Linked DNA regions of Astyanax mexicanus: region 2 is linked to region 1. The links are chromatin contacts, called in public Hi-C maps. All regions are on one chromosome and are shown on one strand. Each heading gives the region's core, a stretch centred on a gene start, on an enhancer-like site or on the middle of the called end of the contact. The rest is flanking DNA. Distances are from core to core; before and after follow the strand shown. Region 1 holds the start of gatad2ab (GATA zinc finger domain containing 2Ab). Region 2 overlaps tmem161a (transmembrane protein 161A).

Region 1 (6,207 bases), core at 1,228-3,727:
TTAGGGAGGATTTTTTGTATTTAAACCAAAGATATAATCTTCAATTCATAAGACAGTCAACCTCACCACTACACATTTTGGATGGGACTCTTTCTAATTCTACAGTGTGTAACATGAATCTCAAGTAAGGACTCCTAGTAGTCAGATAAACGCTGTAAATGTAGCAAAGAACATTACAAAGACATTACAAGAACATTACAACAACTGTACCTCAACCAACATCTCTCTTATATTTACAAATCAGCTGGAAGTGGTTTGGGGCAGAATAAACCCAATAATCCTCTTCATCCTGTGCGATCTGTACAACACTACCCCACTTTGTGTGTGTTTCTGTGTTTATGACACTCCAGCTCAGTTTAACAGTGATAAAGAACAGACTGGCAGCTGTGAAGATCCTGCTATGTAAAGTCTAAGAGCTTCCCATCATAACCCTCCTACATACCTAGAGCCATTTGAACTGGGAGTATGTTTAGGAGGGTTTTTCCCACATTTTTGCTGAATACAATCTGTATAGTGCTGAAATCAGTGTTAATCCACAATTCTGGGGGAACCTATTTTCTCACTATTTTCTTTTATATAAACAGCTAAAAACAATAACATTTCGGCCTGAACAGTTTTCTTTCATGATAAAACCAATTGCTTTTGGAGATGTTTATAACAAATGACCCTTTTGGATTTTAAGTGAACGCTAAACGGCTGAGTTTTTCTTGGATTACACAATTATAGTCTATGCATAAGCTTAATTAATTCATTATTTAATTAATTCGCTTAATCCTTGTCAGTGAAACTGACCCTTTATGAATTTAAAAAGAATAAATGTAATAAATAGTTTCCAATAGCAATGAGAATCTTAATACAAATCTTTTTTTTTTAACCCATTGAGGTTACCGGACATACTATATAACAGTCATTTAAATTGTCAATTAAAAAGGGAATCAAGAGCTGAGCTTTTACACATTCTATCTATCTATCTATCCATGTACATACATATATATACATACACACATTACTTTGAGACATTATCATTTAGTTAATGCTCAGAGACACTATTTATTATGAGGTAAAAGTCTTTTCCTTAAAAAAGTACAATATTTAGAGATACAATATTAAGTCAATGTTTTTAAATACTATCTACTTGTATTCTAAGATGATATCTTATTGTAACTTATATTGTGATAACGAGTCATTACTAAGACATATTCAACATAAAATAAAATTCAGAACTGGGACTAAGCTTTTAGAGCCTAATAATAGATGAGTTTCCAATACTTATACATAATCGTGTGTGGTTACCATTAGTGAATTACGATTTTATTATCATTATTTAGATTAAGTCAGTGCTTTGAGATACTATCTTATCTTATTACATGAGATAATACGCGTTGTTTAAAATAGTACAATATATTTATTTAAATACTAAGCCAACCTACATGTATTCTGAGGTGATCTCTTCCTGTGGTAGGATATCACTACTTCTATATAAAAAATAATTAACATTAAAACATACTCAGCATATAAAAATCAATAAATTATACGACTTGGAGAAGATTTATAATCATTTCAGGGAAGTTTCGATACTCTGAGGAACTTTAAGCTCCCGGAATGTAAAAAAAAAAATCCTGTGAGTGGCGGGTATGAGCTACCAATGGCTAGCCTAGCTGTCCGGAGAAAAGACCGGTGAACTTTTTGAAATGTGGGCTGTGATGTTTACCTCAGACTGTCTTTTCCCTCATTTCGTATGAAACGGTTTTAACTAACTAACAGTTATACTTTAGTTTATTAACCTGCACTTATCCTGAGAGTGTTTATTAGCCAAGTAGCTAACTTAACTCCTGTGAGGAGCAGCCAGGTAGGATGGCTAGGTTAACGTTAGCTCTGCGCGGCTAGCTAATCAGGCTGAGCGCAGACGGACAGACGGACAATGTTCAGTCAAAAACAGCTAACTTAGCTAAGCTTAGCACGGCTCTCTAATGAGGCGGATAAAAGACCGATTAATTAATCCCACTTTTAGAGCGGCTCACACTCTAAAGTTCTCCGGTTTCGCTCCGGAAAGGCTGATAACGTTGAAATACAACAAATATATAAGTAACTGGTGATTTATAACCGATATTATGATCGATTTCCTCAAGTATGGCTAATTAAAGAGTAAACCGACGCACCGCGGAGGCTAAGCTAGCCCAGTTAGCTAACTAGCCGCTTTCTCTGCGCTCCGTCTGTTAGCTTTAGCTTAGCGTTAGCTCGGCTCGAGCTCCAACTTGTGAAGAACTTCAATTTCGTTAAAGTGCCGCAAAACCCCCGAAACAAAGCCCCGAGTGCGGACTTACCGAGAGGTGGAGAGACTCGACGCCGTTCCTGCGAGCTCGGCGCGTGAGGCGTGCTGTAGTAGCCCGTGTCGGTAAGAGGAGTCCCGGAGATCCTCCGCTCCGCCGCTCCGGTTCCGAATGAGCCGCGGACACAGCAGTGCGCATGCGCAGTGGAGCAGTCTTCACATCCTCTAATCTGGACTGAATACTGACCCTGACCAGCCAGACGCTCATATACCGTATGTTAATCTGGACTGTTTAAACCGAGGATTAGTATTCAGTGTTATTGCAGCCAGTGATACTGAATGTAGCTTTCACATCTTTAATAAAGACTCTTTAAAACAGGGATTATTATAAACTCTGCTGGGAAACAGGGTGACCAGGTAAATCTGTTTAATCTAGCTTTGTTTATGATAGATCAGACCTAGATGGATGGCTTCTTGACCAGTTTTAGGGCATGCTGCCGTGAGTTTGATGGTTTATAAACATTGACACATCGTGTCATTGATTCATATGGTCAACTATCATGCCATGGCCAGCCTGACCAAAACAGTTAACAAACATGACCAAAGTGGTTGACCATTAAAAACAAGCTGACGGACCAGTATTACCAGACTGGCCATCCCGGTCACCAGCTTGGCCACACCGGTCATCCAGATGGTCAGGGAGCATGACCTCACTGGAAGGTAAGTATAATCATCACGACCATGCTGCTGACTAGCATTGCCAGTGTGATCAGCCAGTATAGACCTAACCATCATGACCATGGTGGGCGACCATCAATACAATCATGGCCAGGAAGAAGAAGAGGAGGAACACATGACAAGAAACAGAAAAAGGGAGAAGAGGAGGTAGAATATGACAAGAAACAAGAAAAGAAGAGAAGGATGAAGAAGAAGAGGAGGAATAAGATGACAAGGAACAAAAAAACTGAATGAGAAAAAAATAGAGAAGGAAGAAGAAGAAGAGGAAACTGAGGCAGAAGAAAAGTTGGTGAAGACGACGTTGGAGGAGAAATAGAAGAAGAAGTAGACGACAGTAAAGAAGAAGAAGAGGAGGAGAATAAGAAAGGGGAGGGGCTCCTTATAGGTTCAGATGAAGTGTGTAATATCCGAGAAATTCTGAACTGTTAAGGGGAACTCCAGCAGCAAGAACCAAACTCTAGGCTCTACCTAGCGTTTATAAAACTTCGAGCTAAAGGAGCGAATTTACTGACACCTGCTGGCAGGTTTAGGTACTACATGATCACTGATCACAAATCATTCAGTCTAGAAACCCAGTGTAAAGTTCTGCCTAACTGTCCATTAATATAAACACCTTTAGGTTACAGATTAAAGCACAGTTTAAAAACGCGAGATAGAGAGCTAGTGAGCGAGTGTGAATAAGTAAGCAAATGCGTAAAGTTACTGGTTGAGTATCAGCCAGGTCTGTAAGTTTTGCCTCCAAAAATAATGAAGTGCAGCATTTGAAATCATTATAAGAGTTAATATTAAAATAACGTGCCCTTTGTAACAGAAGCATAGTTGTTTAAATTTTATACAAACATCTGTGTGTATAACAATACCTTCATCAAGATTTAGGCAATATATTCTTCACAAAGGTTACATTTTGTAGATTATTTTTTAAAATAATGTAGGGATTTTAAATTACTTTTTTAACTATTTTGATAAAAATAGTAAACTTTTTAAACATTTCCAAAAATTCTCTGTGCATCCTGAATCCCTTTAGAAAAGTAGCAATTAATATCAGTGACATAATAACTTTCATACTGTTTTTTTAGCAAGGGACTGAAAACACTTGCTGCATATTGTGATCAACCTGTAAAAGTGAATAACCTGTAAAAAATGTATTTATGTGTACTCTGAAGTCTAATGAATATTATAAATAGTTTAACTAATTAAAAACTTAGTTATGAGGGCCAAATAGCACAGTATTCTGATAATGACTCAAACAGGCTGTTTTAATTGAGTTTTTTTTTAATTGACCACATCCAATGACTATGTGGAGTCTGACATGACAAAGATTCCCCTGCTGAGCTTGAAGGAGCACAAATTTGAAAAAGGCAAAAAAAAAATGAGAGGGGTAGTTTGGGAGGGGCACTGGGTGATGTATAGGTTTAGAGGCGGGGCAGGAGGGAGAGCTGTTTGGCTGAGCTGCAGCAGTAGCAGTGTGCTTCTGATACTGGTGAGATACAGGTAATTGGACTTCAGTAGAGGGACGGTATTAATGATTGACTGATCTGCATATTGTGATGTGTCTGCCTATCAAAGTACACAGATTCATCATCTACACCTATAGCAGATTTGAACCTGAGAGGGCGCTGCAGAGGTGGAAATTACCACAATAAAAGCAATTTTATCGGCTGGAAAGTGTTTATAAAAAAAGCAGGACTGGTATGTTTCATTACTATAAAAGAACGTATTTTAGCTATCACTGGAAAAAATGTGTTTTAGGAGTTAGTGGCTCTTTAAGATCAGATTTTTCTGGAACCTGCATAGTTGGTCTGAGTTAAATTTAATGTTCATTGTAGTTTAAAGGCTTGTCCAGCAGGCAAAACTGACTAATACGTAGATGAGAACCTACGTTGGTGAAACAGAATTCCCACCACATTCACCTGCTTTAACTGGGTGTTCTGTGCTTTTCAGCAGGGTCCTTACTTGGGCTACAGAGAACCAGGAATGGTGGTGGTTCCAGATTTTTAGGGTGTCTGGTCTCAGACAACATGACCAATCCGATCTTTATATAATGCTGCTAAAAAAACTGACTTTACATGTAGGAACACGCTCATATTAACTTCAGTAAGAGAACCACAAAGTTTATCGTATAAGCGGTTAATAGTTAATCTTTTGGCTCCACCTTGCGGTGTAATGTTGAACTGCAGCAAAGCAAATGTTCAGGGAACAAACTAGTAGAAGGCTTATAACAAGTATTTAAACACACAAAAGAAATTCATCAATCTTTAGATTTTTATCTCCCTAAATTTCTCTCTTGTAGAGCTCAATTTTCATTAAGATTTAGAGGGGCAAATTTGTGGAAAGATTTTTTCATTTGCGAAAATGGGGAGCAAGATAATTTGACAAATGTATTTTAGCTGTTTTTCTTTTACATGTATACACATTTTATATTTTTTGCTTTTAAATCAGAATAAACCAGAATGCATTTTAAATTAAAGTCAATGAGTGTGTCTAGGTGTAATTTTGTGTATATTTCATTAGACTAAACCCAAATAACAAAAGGGGTCAGTAAGAGTGTCTTCCTGTAAAAATCTATATAACTTTATATAAAAAAAAGCAAATAAACCTAGAGTAAGTCATCCGTGAGTGTTTTTATATGAAACATTTACATAAAAAACACAATTAAGCATGAAGAGTGAGAGTGTCTACCTGTTATTAACTCTATATAATATTAGACTACATCCAAATAAATATAAAGTCAGTAGTTATTGAGAGTGTTTACTTGTAGTTAAAATAATATTTGAATGAAAATAGCTAAATAACATTTTTTTATTTATCTACATAAAATAACTATTCATCTTATCCAGACAGTACTGCAGCCCTGATAAAAAACATCCTCTCCTTTTTTGCTTTTGGTTATTTTTTTAAAATGTTATATGATATTCTTTGGATGAAGTTATGACTGTTATAGAGAATGTGTTGTAATATTGAGATTATAATATTGTAATATTATTAATGTAGATGCTTTGCTATTTGATTTTTGTATATGCAAAAATAAAAATCTGTTTAATTCAGGGCCAAAGTAAAAGGGTTACAACTTTTCGTATACGCATCATTGTCATTCACTGGCCAAAAACAAAATACTATATGTTTATTTTATTCTCAAAGAATGAACATCATTATTTAAAGAAGACTGTTATAGATGCTATAAAAATAAAAATAAAAAAATA
Region 2 (6,207 bases), core at 1,699-4,198, 110 kb after region 1:
TTGGAACAAATGAATTGTCTACTGAGTTTGCTGAGGCATGTTTTATCATGGTCAAACTTTTATTTAAGTTGTTTTATATTGCACTCATTTTAAAAAAAGTAGTTGCGTCCAGAATGATTAAAGTGTCAGATTGCAATGTTATTCGGAAGGAAGATAGAGGAACAATAAATAATTAATGAAACTTAAACTGATATAGGCAACATTTTATTGAGATACACAAACACCATGCATGTGTGTCTCAGGATGGCAAATGGATCAGTGTAGAGTTGTGCAGGTTTCTAATAGGTATGCAAAATGATATTGAAATTATATCAGTATCGGACAATACTCCCCCTATCACTTTCGATGCCCCAAAACCAGGAGGGTGAAGACTAGCGCATGCCTCCTCCAATACATGTGAAGTCATCCACCGCCGCTTTTCGAAGCGCAGCGACTCGGTTCTGATACATCAGCTCACAGACGCAGCCTTCTGCTGATCGACATCACCCTTTGGAGTAATGAGGGGAAAGAGCACCATCGACCCACCCAGAAATAGCAAGGCCAATTGTGCTTTCTCAGGGCTCCGGCAGCTGAAGGCAAGCTGCATGAACAGGATTCGAATCAGCAATCTCCCGATCACCATCAACAGTTAAAAAGTTATACCCTGATGGCCCATATGGCCCTTAATATTATAGCAATATTTCAGGGTATTTATTGATAATGATATTCAACAATTTTGCCAATATTATTGCATATGATACGATATGACACAACCCTTACATTTAGAAAAGGTAGAATCACTGGTTGCAGGACATCATTAATGAAAAGTTGAGCTCTCAAAGTGCATGTAATGAAGACTTAAGGTGATCTGACATTGTACAAAATTGCCCTCCACTCCACGATAGCAGGCCATTGGATGTTTGACTTGTGAAAAGAAAGCGTACACACTACTTCTGTATGTTTAGCTTAGTAATTTATTAACCATATCAGTCTAAATGTTTAAACATTTTATTGTTCCTGGTAACCTCTAGATTCCCTCCAAACAGCATTGCAATGCAACAATTCCTTCTCGTTGCAATTATTTCTTTTGTTTTGACGAAGTGTATATCTTTGTGATAATCATAGTTTTTCTTTTTCCCCCCACAAAACAAATGAATTAATTTAGAAAAACATACAGCTTCATTCATGAGTTTGGTGGTGATGTCTTTGATTGGATGTGATGTAATACTAAGTGCCTGGTAACTCAGGGAAGTGAAATCAGATACGGTATCTACTCTACCAGCATGCAATAACTGATAAACTGCTTTATTTCGATGCTGTTGGCAAACACAGTTAAATGCAGTCATTCTGAATCACTCCCTGTTTTTTTAACGTAAATGATTATGATGTATTAAAGCTTCTGGTTTCCTTCATGCAGTATTTCTCCCTGCGGGATGTGCAGGTTTTGCTGCAGAGCTGAATTCACTGTACCTTACTGTATTTAAAATATCAAGCAAATGCAATCAAAGTTTAGTAAGAGGCAGCAGTAGAAGTACCTCAGATCTGATCCTGAACATTTCTCATTTATTTATTAATATTTATCATGTCATCATGTCATACACACTAATTTTAGAAGCGATGATCTGTTAAACGGTACAGAAATATTTGTTTCTTTTTTTTTTGTTTTTGCACTGATTTTAAAATAACTGATCAATGGAACGCATGGTGTGACAAAACTGGGTGTTGCTGGGATTGTGTTTTATTAAAATCCAAAAATGTTTAAAGTTCCTTTGTATTTGCATTGCTTTATTTTATTAATAATTTGTACAAATGATGCAGAGAAGTACAGAGTAAAACACCTTTACTATATTTACTGTTACATTTATTTCGTTGTGGACATTAACCACAGTTCATGTTTTGTTTGGTCAACTTAAGTTTAGTTATTAATAAACGGTACCAGTCAAAAGTTTGGTCCTCTTATTCAGTTTTTATTTTACATATGTGAATACTGAAGTAATCTAGATGTATTCTATTAAGGGACACATAAAGAATCATCTAGTAACTTAAAAATGTTAAACAAACCAAAATAATTATCTTGTGCAACAGAGGTAACTCATGATCTTCCTTTCTTGGGTCGGTCCTGATGAAAGCCAATTTCATTGTAACGTATTTGATGGTCTTTGAGAATGCACTTGAGGATACTTTCAAAGTTCTTGTAATTTTTCAAATTGACTGACCTTCATTTCTTAGTCAATATCATTACTCAAACAGCGTTCTTCTTCTAAAAAGCCATTCCAGGTGGCTCTACTACATAAAGCTGACTGAGAAAATGCAAGGATGTACAAAGCTTTGATCTAAGAACCTAAAATATAAAACATATTTATGTAATCACAGGTCACTTACATTTGTGAATGTGAACTGTCAAAAAAATCGAATTTGAGCAACGTGGCTTGTAATGTAACGAAGCCTAAGAGCATCACGTGCTGTTATCAACACATCTATGCATTTTTCAACAAAACATGCTGCACATTACCATTGGTGGACAGAAATAAAGTAAATGTAGATTGTTACTGTCTTTTATGTATTTTTTTGTATCTTTACTAAATTATTTCTATTTTGGGTGAATTGGTACTTCATCTCCTCTAAATATTAAATCTCACAACTTGGGTTTGTTCCAGTTGAAATTTTCACCTTTTACTTGGAAATTCTGACATCTGAGTATAAATGAAATATAGCAGATTTTTTTTTTTCATTTTTTCTTTCTGTTCTACCTGTTCTTTCTTATTTCCTCTCCTGCCTTCTACCCTGTGTCCTCTGCTGTGTTCTTCCCCTCATGTTCACCCCTCTTTTCTTCTCTCTGTTCTCCACGTGTTCTGGTCTTTGTTCTGGGCTGTGATCTCTTCTGTTTTTCCTGCTGTTCTCCACAGGCCGGTGTGCAGTGTGCTTCTGTAGCAGGGTGTGTATTATGGTCTGCTGCGCTGAGGCCTGCGGCTGTTTGTCTGAAAATGGAGGTGATTTATGTGTGATGAAATTTGACTTCCACATAAAAGCAGACTGGATGGGGCGGCCGGCGGAGGGTCAGATGGTCAGATGGTCGTATGGCTGAGCTTTTTATTAGCTGCTTAAGTCTCATTGGAGACCTTTCAGACTGGTTTAATCACTGCCGCTGGATTAGGGCTCTGTTCTGCTGGGAGTTTGGCTTCTTGTATTTGGGGCATCTTATGGAAATGTCCATTTTTGTGTTTACACCTAAAAAACTAAAAAAAAAAAATAGAACAAGTTTTTTTTTTTTTTTACCAATTTAACATTCTTGAGCCAACAGTTTAGCAAGATTAGTTTTTGATCAGTTACAAAGTATTTCAAAAATGTAAAAGAATCATTATGCAGTAATCCATAACTCTTATAGTTTAAATGTTAGAAAAGAAAAAAACAGTTTTTTTTTTTTACTTTTTGCCATTCCAAAAGTGGACGTTTCTGTGGGATGATCCATTTATCAGTATTTTTCATCTATGTTTTTGTCTTTACCTTGTATTCTGGTACATTATATTAGTTGTATCTTGTCTCTGGCATGCAAAACCTTTAAATTTCCTATTGAGAAATGTTTTGACATTATGTGAATGTGTCAGTTATAATGCGCATAATGTGATGAATGGACCAATTGAAATGCTCTAAAATGCCTTGGAATTAATATCTTCCATTGAAGGTGAAGGTTTTGTAAGAGATAGGTTTTTAAACTTTTTTTTTACAGTGGTGGTTTTCAAGTATGATCATTTACATTGCTGTGAAAAAGCTTTTGCTTCCTCACAGATTTTTTTGCCCATCACATATTTGCCAAAAACATGTTGATGAGCCCCAATAATTTTGGGAAAATATTCTTTGGAAGGTGTTTGTCCCGTTGCATCTGCATTTCAGAAAGGGAACATCATACCAACAGTCAAACATGGGGGTGGTAGTGTGATGTCTGGGACTGCTTTGCTGCTTCAGGGTCTGGACAAATTGGTGTAATTAATGAAACCAAGAATTCTCCTCTTTACCAGAAACTCCTGAAGGAGAATGTACGTCTATCAGTCTGTGACATTAAGCTCTGGTATACTTGGGTTCTGCAGCAGGACAATGACCCAATACACATCCAGCAAATTTACCTTGGAATGGAATTGGAAAAAAACACAAAATGAAGGTTTTGCAGTGACGTTGCTGAATTAAACTATTTTGCAAAGAAGAGTGAGCCAAAATTCTTCCACAGATATATGAAAGACTCATTGCCAGTTATGCACCAGTAAAGTAAAGATTATATTATAGTATAGTATATATATTTTAGTAAGTAAGCTTTATTTATAAAGCATCCTTTACACAGCCTACACTGACCAGAGTGCTGTACATAAAAAGTCTAATGACTACACATAAATACATACAACCAACACATAGGTAAAAGAAATCACTTAAATAGCATATTAAAATAAGTAGCCTAACATAAAACAGAGAGAAAATAAATAAAAAAATGCTAAAACACAAATAAACTACCTTTAGCCTTCATATATTTGTCCATAACTAAACATAATTCAGGTCTGAAAGGGTTAAGGTAAATAACAAAAAAGTTTTTTTTTCTACAATTTTAACAGAATAAAACCTACTAATGACTATGAATAAATATGTCAAATAAATATAATAAAAAATAATTTGGTTTCTTGTTAAAGTTGTGGTCCCCAGGAGTCGCTTCACTAAAGTTACCACAATATGGATTTTGAATAGAAAATCACACTGATGGCATTACTCTACTTTTGTATATATTTGTTTCTGAATAAACTATGAAAGAAAATAAACTTATTTATTTTATATAAACTTGATGATGTGTAGTTTGATGTCAGCTGCAGTGTTTTCTGTAAAATGCATTTTTCATGAAAAACGTCACTTTGGTACTCAAATTACTGGAATAAATGCACACAAATGTAAAAAATAATTAAGTGGTAATTTCTGCATTAAGAAAATAAGAAAAGAAAAAAAACCTTTTTTGCCATTCCAAAAGTGGATGTTTCTTTGGGATTAACACAGAAACATCCTAACACTGAGTCACCCCAGTAACTCACTGATCAAAAGCAAGTTTGTATAAGTGAGTTTTTTAAGACCTGATTTAAAAACTGACAATTATAAGCATTATAAACATCAATTGATTATGTGTGAAGAACTTGATAAAGAATACAGAATGTACTTTTTGGCTGTTTAAATGGTACAAATATGGTACTTTCTGCTGTTAGGAAATACTGTGTACTTCAGAGGGAACATATCTTTATATATAGCCCTCTAAAAACACATATATCTTTAAGGGAACAATTATGAAAAGTGGACCTTTACACGAAAGTACTTACAGTATATCTTACCTCTGTTTTTTTTTGTTTTTAGTGTGTATTATAGTTATTTTATTCTGTACTTTTCTTTAGTTATAACAGATCTAGCATCAGCTATATTTTATGTAGCTATTTTAAGCACTTCATCAGTACAGCCTGTTTGGTCCTGTACGCACCCTTTACAGTAGTCATATATTTCATTTCCCCCATTCAGTCTGTAACGGTCAGACCGTCTCTCTCTGTTTCCCACGTTTGGACGGTGTCTGGGAGAGTGTGTGGCGTGATGGAGTGGAAGGCGACAGGGTTGACGTATCTATATAATCACATTCATTATGGGCATCTGCCAGGAGGCCCAGACTGAGGCCTACTGCAGCCTGAGCTGTTGCTATAGGGACCAGACTGAGGCCTATTGAGAGACCGGGCCCTGCAGACGAACCCTCGGCCCCCCGGGACCCGCCCAGACGTGACCCCTCAGCTCCCAATCCCCCCCCCCCCCCTCCCTCCAGCTGAGGGAGGACAGGGTGTGTGTGGATGAAGTGCAGAAGAGGAAACCCAGAATGCTTCAGGAGCTGGTAGAGAGGGAGAGACTGAAGGTGTGAGAGTGGAAGGTGGAGCTTCAAGTTCACCTGTACTGTGGAGCCTTATGATAATAATAATAATAATAATAATAATAATAATAATAATAATAATAATAATAATAATAATAATAATAATAATAATAATAATATGAAGAGCTGTTTTTATATAATATATTGTTTGAGTAGATTAGATTGAGTGTTTTTTTTTACTTTTGTACCAATAAAAAATTTAATACTAATTAAATGAGTCATTTATCAATACATCTACAGTACCAATTTAATGTATAATGAATAATCAATTCAATCAGTATAATGAAAATATGTCATCA

What was found. Hi-C and Micro-C count contacts between places; a contact is called where the count stands out from the background.
Region 2: a Hi-C map of muscle shows a contact between it and region 1, with 14 times the contacts expected there. The contact joins the enhancer-like site here to the promoter of gatad2ab in region 1. A contact is called at or near these places in 2 of 3 Hi-C or Micro-C datasets (both in muscle).

Annotation. Positions count from the first base shown.
Region 1 is chr16:13,979,292-13,985,498 of AstMex3_surface, forward strand. It overlaps gatad2ab (GATA zinc finger domain containing 2Ab), which reads right to left and starts at 2,478. Exons shown (of 11, transcript XM_049465513.1): 1 at 2,325-2,478.
Region 2 is chr16:14,087,678-14,093,884 of AstMex3_surface, forward strand. It overlaps tmem161a (transmembrane protein 161A), which reads left to right. Exons shown (of 12, transcript XM_015606706.3): 12 at 1-1,746. Among protein-coding and RNA genes, the nearest start is that of tmem161a, 12 kb to the left of the region's middle. Within about 2 kb of position 2,949, the one cell type or tissue checked has an H3K27ac peak away from gene starts, as active enhancers do.